2 separate regions of the Mus musculus genome follow, and region 2 is linked to region 1. The links are chromatin contacts, called in public promoter capture Hi-C maps. All regions are on one chromosome and are shown on one strand. The core of a region is the stretch at or near the end of the contact, and the rest is flanking DNA. Distances in the headings are between cores, read along the strand shown.

Region 1 (2,928 bases), core at 325-2,824:
GCTCTTGCAGAGTTTAGCACCTACATCCATATGCTTACAACATCTTTAATTCCAGACCTAGGGGTCCAAGCCTCTGGTCTCCACAGGTATCTGCCTTCATATGAAACCCTGCCCCACATACTCAAAACATTTTAAATTTTTTCTATAATGTATTAGTAAGTTGTATGTTAATTTAATTTAACTAATTTACTTATTTTGCATTCTGGGGGTTGAACCCTGAGCCTTGTGCATGCTAAGCACACACAATGCCACCAAACCTGTATTAGTTATTGTTATACTGCTGTGACGAGGAACCCTGACCAAGGCAACTTATAAAAGAAAGCGTTTAATTGAGGGCTTGCTTACAGTTTCAGAGGGTGAATTCATGACTGTCATGGCAGAGAGCTTGACACCAGGCATAGCCCTAGAGAAGTAGTCGAGAGCTTACACACTGAAATAACAAGTGTAAGGCAGAGAGACAGACAGACAGATGGACAGACACAGAGAACATGCAAGCTAGCTAGAAATGGCATGAGCTTTTGAAACCTCCAAGCCCATCCCCAGAAACACACCTCCTTCCACAAGACCACACCTCCTATTCACTCCCAAACAGTTCCACCACCTGGAGACCAAGCATAGAAGACTATGGGGTCCCTTTGTATTCAAAGGTTTACACCTCCTCTAGCAAATATACTTTAGTTTTTACAAGTGAAGAAAAAAAGTCCAAACATATTTGTGTGGTGTGTGAGTGCGTGTGCATGTGTATGTGTGATTCTGGGATCATGTCTTGGTCTAAGTTACACACTATTGTGTAAAAGAGTAGGTTTTCAAACTGAGCTTTGCTCCGAGAGACTCCATTTACAAGCGGCCTTTGACTCCTTTTCAAAGATGGAGGATGGCCGTGCCATTGGGTAGATGCGTGCACTGCCCCATTTGCCCCACACCATCCATGCACAATAGACTGATAATTTATCTCTGAGAGTAGGAAGTATGCTACCCTATAAGTTTATTGGGGTAAATTATGATTGGCATTTGGCCATATTGTAAACATATAGGGAAATCAGGCCAAAGACTGTGTCAGACACACCAGACCAAGGAAAATATATAACTACCTCACCTGAACCCTCAAAGATGTGATGGGAATCCCCTAGTTCTGTGATGGGAACCACATCCACCAAGCTGTTATCTTCAGGGACTAGGAATTAAACAGATTCCTTGAGAGGCAGATAGACAGGGAGAGGGGCCATCACTAATAAAGATGGTGAACTTCCAAGAGCACTCGCTTCCTCCATTCCTTCTAGATCTGAGGCAAAAACTTAAAACACAGGTCTTTGTAGACGTCTTCTCCTGCCAATAGGTCCCGACCCCTCAAGCTCATAGTGAGGTCAAGACACAGTTACACAACAGTTGTGAGAGTGACCCTTGAAAGACTAAAAACTCCCAGCCTTCAGGGATAGGTGGGTTTTCTGTGTGCCTGCTGTATGGGTGTGTTCTTGCCCCTAATAAAAGCCTTTCTTTAACTGCTAGTTCTGGCTGCTTGCTCTCTAGCACACCCCAGGCTGATGCTGATGCACCCTTGGCCATTCAAGCCTTGGGTGGCTTTCACTTTCTGTTCTGCCAAGATGTAAACAGGAAAGTTTTGTTCTCCTCTTTCCAGTGTGAAGAATCCTGGAAATAGAGCGATAGAAAGCTTTACTTACAACAAGTTGGCAGAGGTCTAAGAGTGGGGGGTTTTGTCTGTTAAAAAGCCATCTTCCTTAGAGGTTGTGGCCCAGGGCTTTTATAGGGATTTTTGTGGGGAGCAGGGGAGGTGAGGAGGCAAGTCAGATGGAGGTCACCCGTGCAGCTGCCAGAAGCTGGTGTCATGCTTCCCTATGCTAATCCTGGTTCCTACAGATCTCAAGGTATTCCCAGTTCCATGAAGCTAAAGAAAGGTTACAAGTGGGAAAGTCTGATGAGTGTACTTTTAGTTTCTATTCCCAGAAACAGTCAGGTCTACAGTTAGTCATTAAGATTAAACGAACAGGAAGACTGAAAACCAATAAAACCCCGGAGGCAGGCCCAAGGCAACTGGATCTGAGAGTATTTACAGCGATTCACACAATAGATTTTCCCAGCGTTGGAGGGTGGGTCTTGCTGTATATCTCAGGCTAATGTCAAGCTTGCTATGAAGCTAAAAATCTCCTGCCTGGAATCTCAAGCTTGTGCCACCATATGCTGTCTAGAACAGTTTTAACCCATTAGATGTGCTTCAGTCTAAGGCTCCATCTACAGCAAAGCTAGAGGAGACTGATGGTAAACCCTCCAGCCATGTGATCCCCCCAAATTAATGATTTGAGAGAAAAAAAGTACATTTAGTTTTTATTGATGTGTATGTGTGAGTCAGGATGAGAATATATATATATTCTCATACATATATATACACATTTAGATGTACATATATGTATATATACAAATATACAAATATATATATATATATATATATATATATATATATATATATATATATATAGTGTGTGTGTGTGTGTGTGTGTGTGTGTGTGTGTGTGTGTGTGTGTGTGTGTATGTGTGTACCAGATGTATGCCGAAGCCAACAAAAGCCAGAAAAGGGCATTGGACCTTCAGGAACTAGAGTTCTGTTGGGCCATTTATTCAGCCCTTCAAATTAGTAATATTCATTTATTTGTTTGTTTGCTTGCTTGCTTATTTGTTTTTTTCAAGACAGGGTTTCTCTGTATAGCCCTGACTGTCCTGAAACTCCTTTTGTAGACTAGGCTGGCCTGGAACTTAGAGATCCACCTGTCTCTGCCTCCTGAATCCTGGAACCAAAGGTGTGTGCCACCAGGTCTGGCAAATTAATGTTTTTTGTTTTATTTTGGTTTAAAGATTTATTTATTTATTTCATGTATGTGAGTACACTGTCGTTGTCTTCAGACACACCAGAAGAGG
Region 2 (3,174 bases), core at 228-2,727, 910 kb after region 1:
GGAGGGAGGGAGGGAGGGAGGGAGGGAGAGAAGGAGAGAGGGAGAGAGAGAGAGAGGGAGAGAGAGAGGGAGGGAGAGAGGGAGAGAGACTATGGCTGCACAACACTCACTGATTCATTGTGGGGAACTCTGGATGGTAACCCAGAGCAAAATAAACAAGGAGCACTACTGAAGTTCTGTTGGTAAACTTCTCCCATTTATTCCACCAAAACATGATATTTTTGCTTAATGCAGCCTTTTTATAAAGCTTAAATATAATCAATGGAAGGTTAAACCCATTGGTTCTTCCTACATTTACTCTGAGTTATTATAGATGAATTGTCTACAACTTAAACTTTGAAGACTGAGTTTTAAATGAGTGTTTTTCAGAATATAAACCTTGTAAGGAAAAGGACAGAATGGTGGAGAATGTAGGACAAGCAGACAGTAAAGAAGAGCTGGGCTGCAAAAGAGATGTGAAAAAAAATCTACAATTTCACACACACACACACACACACACACACAGAGGTCACAACTCAGTGACCTTTCCCTTATGCGCTAGAATTCTGTGGCCTATTATGCAAAAAAGAAGTTTTACATACAAAATTAAGTTATATTTTTCGTGCTGGCATCTCATTTAATTACTAAAACGAAAAGGCTCATTATAACCTCTTTTTCAACAATATTAGAGATAACCTATTAAAATAGATCCCAGAGAACAAAACACCAAAGGGTAGAAATCATTAGGAGGTAGATTTTTAAAGTAAAGAAACTAGATAAAAAAATCTTTCAATTTTTGATAATCAGTAATTACTTAGTTGACCATGAAATCTGAGATGGAAAGAGATACAAACGATTGAGACAGCTGACAATCTCTTCCCAAGAACAAACTAAATGGGAACCCTCATCAGCCAGAATGGGGAAGAAATGTCCTTGTGGCCTCTCCACATCACTTTTGCCCTGCATTCGGTCCTTTGTTCCATCTGTCTGTCACCTTTTCAAACTCTGCACCATCCACTTGTCACGCTAGTCTCCACAGCCACCCGTGCAGATCGTCCCACAAAACTTCCTCTCAGGTCTGTCAGTCTCACTTAAACCCTTCCAGGGTTCTCCTACACTGTGGGACGCCAGGTGCCTGCACAGAGGCTGGCAACTGGGTAGTGGATCACTGTGCCATCTGGTCTCCCGGGGAGCAAAGAGCGGCGGGGACAGAATTACAGAATCCGGAGGAGTCTGTCTCCATACCACCCTCCCATCCCAGAAGGAACCCGGGGTACAGTCTGCACTCACAGCGCACGGTGTGGAAGGCACAGCGCGGCTGCTTCTCGAAACTTTCGCCTAGCTTGAGAACCCGCTCGCGACGGTCCAGGTATGCAAGTCCCGCTGGTCCACTCATCCTCGTCCCCTGCCTCCCGCTTTTGGCCTTCGCCGTCCCCTGCCACAGCCTCTGGAACAGCTGCACTGGCTGCGAGCTTGAGTTCGGTGCCCGGGACCAGCTCCTTTCACCTCCAGACGCGTGCGGCCGCCCCTTGGAGCGCCCCGAGTCTTGATTGGCTGTCTGGAGACACCTGCCCCGCCCCTCGCCCCAGGGCCCCGCCCCGCCCCTGGCCACCATCCCCGCCCCTAGCCCCCTTCCCGCGTCGCGACGCACACAGCTCGGCGGAGACCGCCTCGCTGAGGTACGCTGTGCGGGTCGGGCCCTGAGGTGGACGGACGCGGGGAAAGAGATGAGGTAACAGACCCGAGATGGCGGCTGGGATGGAGGAAAGGCCCTAGGGGGGCGGGGAAGCTAGGACGCCAGACACCCAGGGCAGAACTGCCTGGCGGGGCCTGGTAACGGGAGCGTGGGCCTCCTCCGCGCCGGGCCCGCAGGTTTGGTGTGGAAACGGACGCCTGACGAGAGGTGGCGGCCGGGCCCAGGCCTGGGGCCTCCTGAGGCCTAGCTGCTCTGAGGCGGGTCTGGAACCCCAGCCGCGCCCCCTCAGGTGATGTGACCAGACTGGAAACCTCTGGAAGCCGCGCAGTTACCTTTAAGGGCCGTTCATTTATTTATTTTTTCTTCTTTCTTTCTTTCTTATTTATTTATTTATTTATTTATTATTTTTTAATTAGCCCTTTAAAAACACAGGCTTTTCCCGCCGGGGTTAGGACCTGAGGAGGGGGCGTTTCCGGAGGCGACGGAGAAGCCTAGGGTTAGGGGTAACTGACTGCTGTACGTTTGTTTCTGGCATTTGTTTCTGTAGTGATTCCTGGAAGCACTGAAGAGCGCGGCCTTGGGACTCTTGATTTCTCAGAGATCAGTCTAGCAGTAGGGTAAGAGCGTCAATTGATTGATAATTGCCTTCACACACACACACACACACACCCCACCTCACAGAAGTGTTATGAAGTAGGAGAAAGCGTGCTTTGTATTGGAGGATTATTCAGAGAAAGTCTACAGTGAGCCCCCTCAGGTGATTCTTCAGGTTAATTGTGGCATCAGACTATGCTTTCAGCACTTCTACCTTAAATAGGTTTGTCAATTTATTTTTTTCAGATGGATGAGGGATTATTTTTTGCCTTCTACCCTTTAAAGATACAAGGAGAGATTGTTCAATGTATTTATGCACGAAGGTTCTGAAGCCAGAATCTCTGGGCTTGTACGTCAGCTTCATACTCTCAATGTGATTTTTGTGCAAGCAAATCAAACAAATGTGTTTATCATTAGAATTGGGGAAATAATAATAGCTATGTAAAAAATAATGCCATTCCTTAGAATTGTTGAGGTGGTTAAATGAGTTAATACATGCTCTCTAAATAATTATTTTGGGTTCAGCAATACTTTCATATTTTTAGACTTAATCATTGCTGAATGCCTTATAAATTTTGAAGTCTAGGGACAAGGGATGGCTATTATGTTCATAGATGAAAACACTGGTTTAGAGAAACCCAGGTGGTTGATTTTGTGGCCATCTAATGTCAAGAGGGATTTGTTCAGTGGCACAAGTGAGTGGATGTATACTTTCACATTGATTTTATTACCATATTGTATAAAGTAATTTGCAATCAGAATGGCCACCAGTGAAGGGAATGTTTAAGCATATTTTGATGAATTCTTACAAAGAACAGGATAATGTAGACACCGGAAAGAGTAAGACAACATGCATTCTCTTGGAAAGTTTTACATCTTCTACATGCTAGGAATGTTATTGGGCT

The links. Promoter capture Hi-C pulls out the DNA fragments that hold promoters and counts their contacts.
Region 2: a contact with region 1 is called in a promoter capture Hi-C map of the HPC-7 cell line, with 3 times the contacts expected there. The contact joins the promoter of Eaf2 here to the enhancer-like site in region 1. A contact is called at or near these places in 5 of 39 promoter capture datasets (the C10 cell line, the HPC-7 cell line, cranial neural crest and 2 more), 1 of 484 Hi-C or Micro-C datasets (the Ba/F3 cell line) and 1 of 115 datasets of contacts at active chromatin or transcription factors (the 230-238 cell line).

Annotation. Positions count from the first base shown.
Region 1 is chr16:35,917,322-35,920,249 of GRCm38.p6, forward strand. It overlaps the pseudogene Gm10237. Among named protein-coding and RNA genes, the nearest start is that of Parp9, 20 kb to the right of the region's middle. Within about 2 kb of position 1,575, at least 126 of the 459 cell types and tissues checked have an H3K27ac peak or open chromatin away from gene starts, as enhancers often do. A contact at or near this core is called in the 230-238 cell line, the Ba/F3 cell line, the HPC-7 cell line and 1 more, where this site is marked.
Region 2 is chr16:36,826,782-36,829,955 of GRCm38.p6, forward strand. Eaf2 (ELL associated factor 2) reads right to left here and starts at 1,478. Exons shown (of 6, transcript NM_001113401.1): 1 at 1,270-1,478. The coding sequence starts at 1,375. Iqcb1 (IQ calmodulin-binding motif containing 1) reads left to right here and starts at 1,619. Exons shown (of 15, transcript NM_177128.4): 1 at 1,619-1,711; 2 at 2,223-2,292.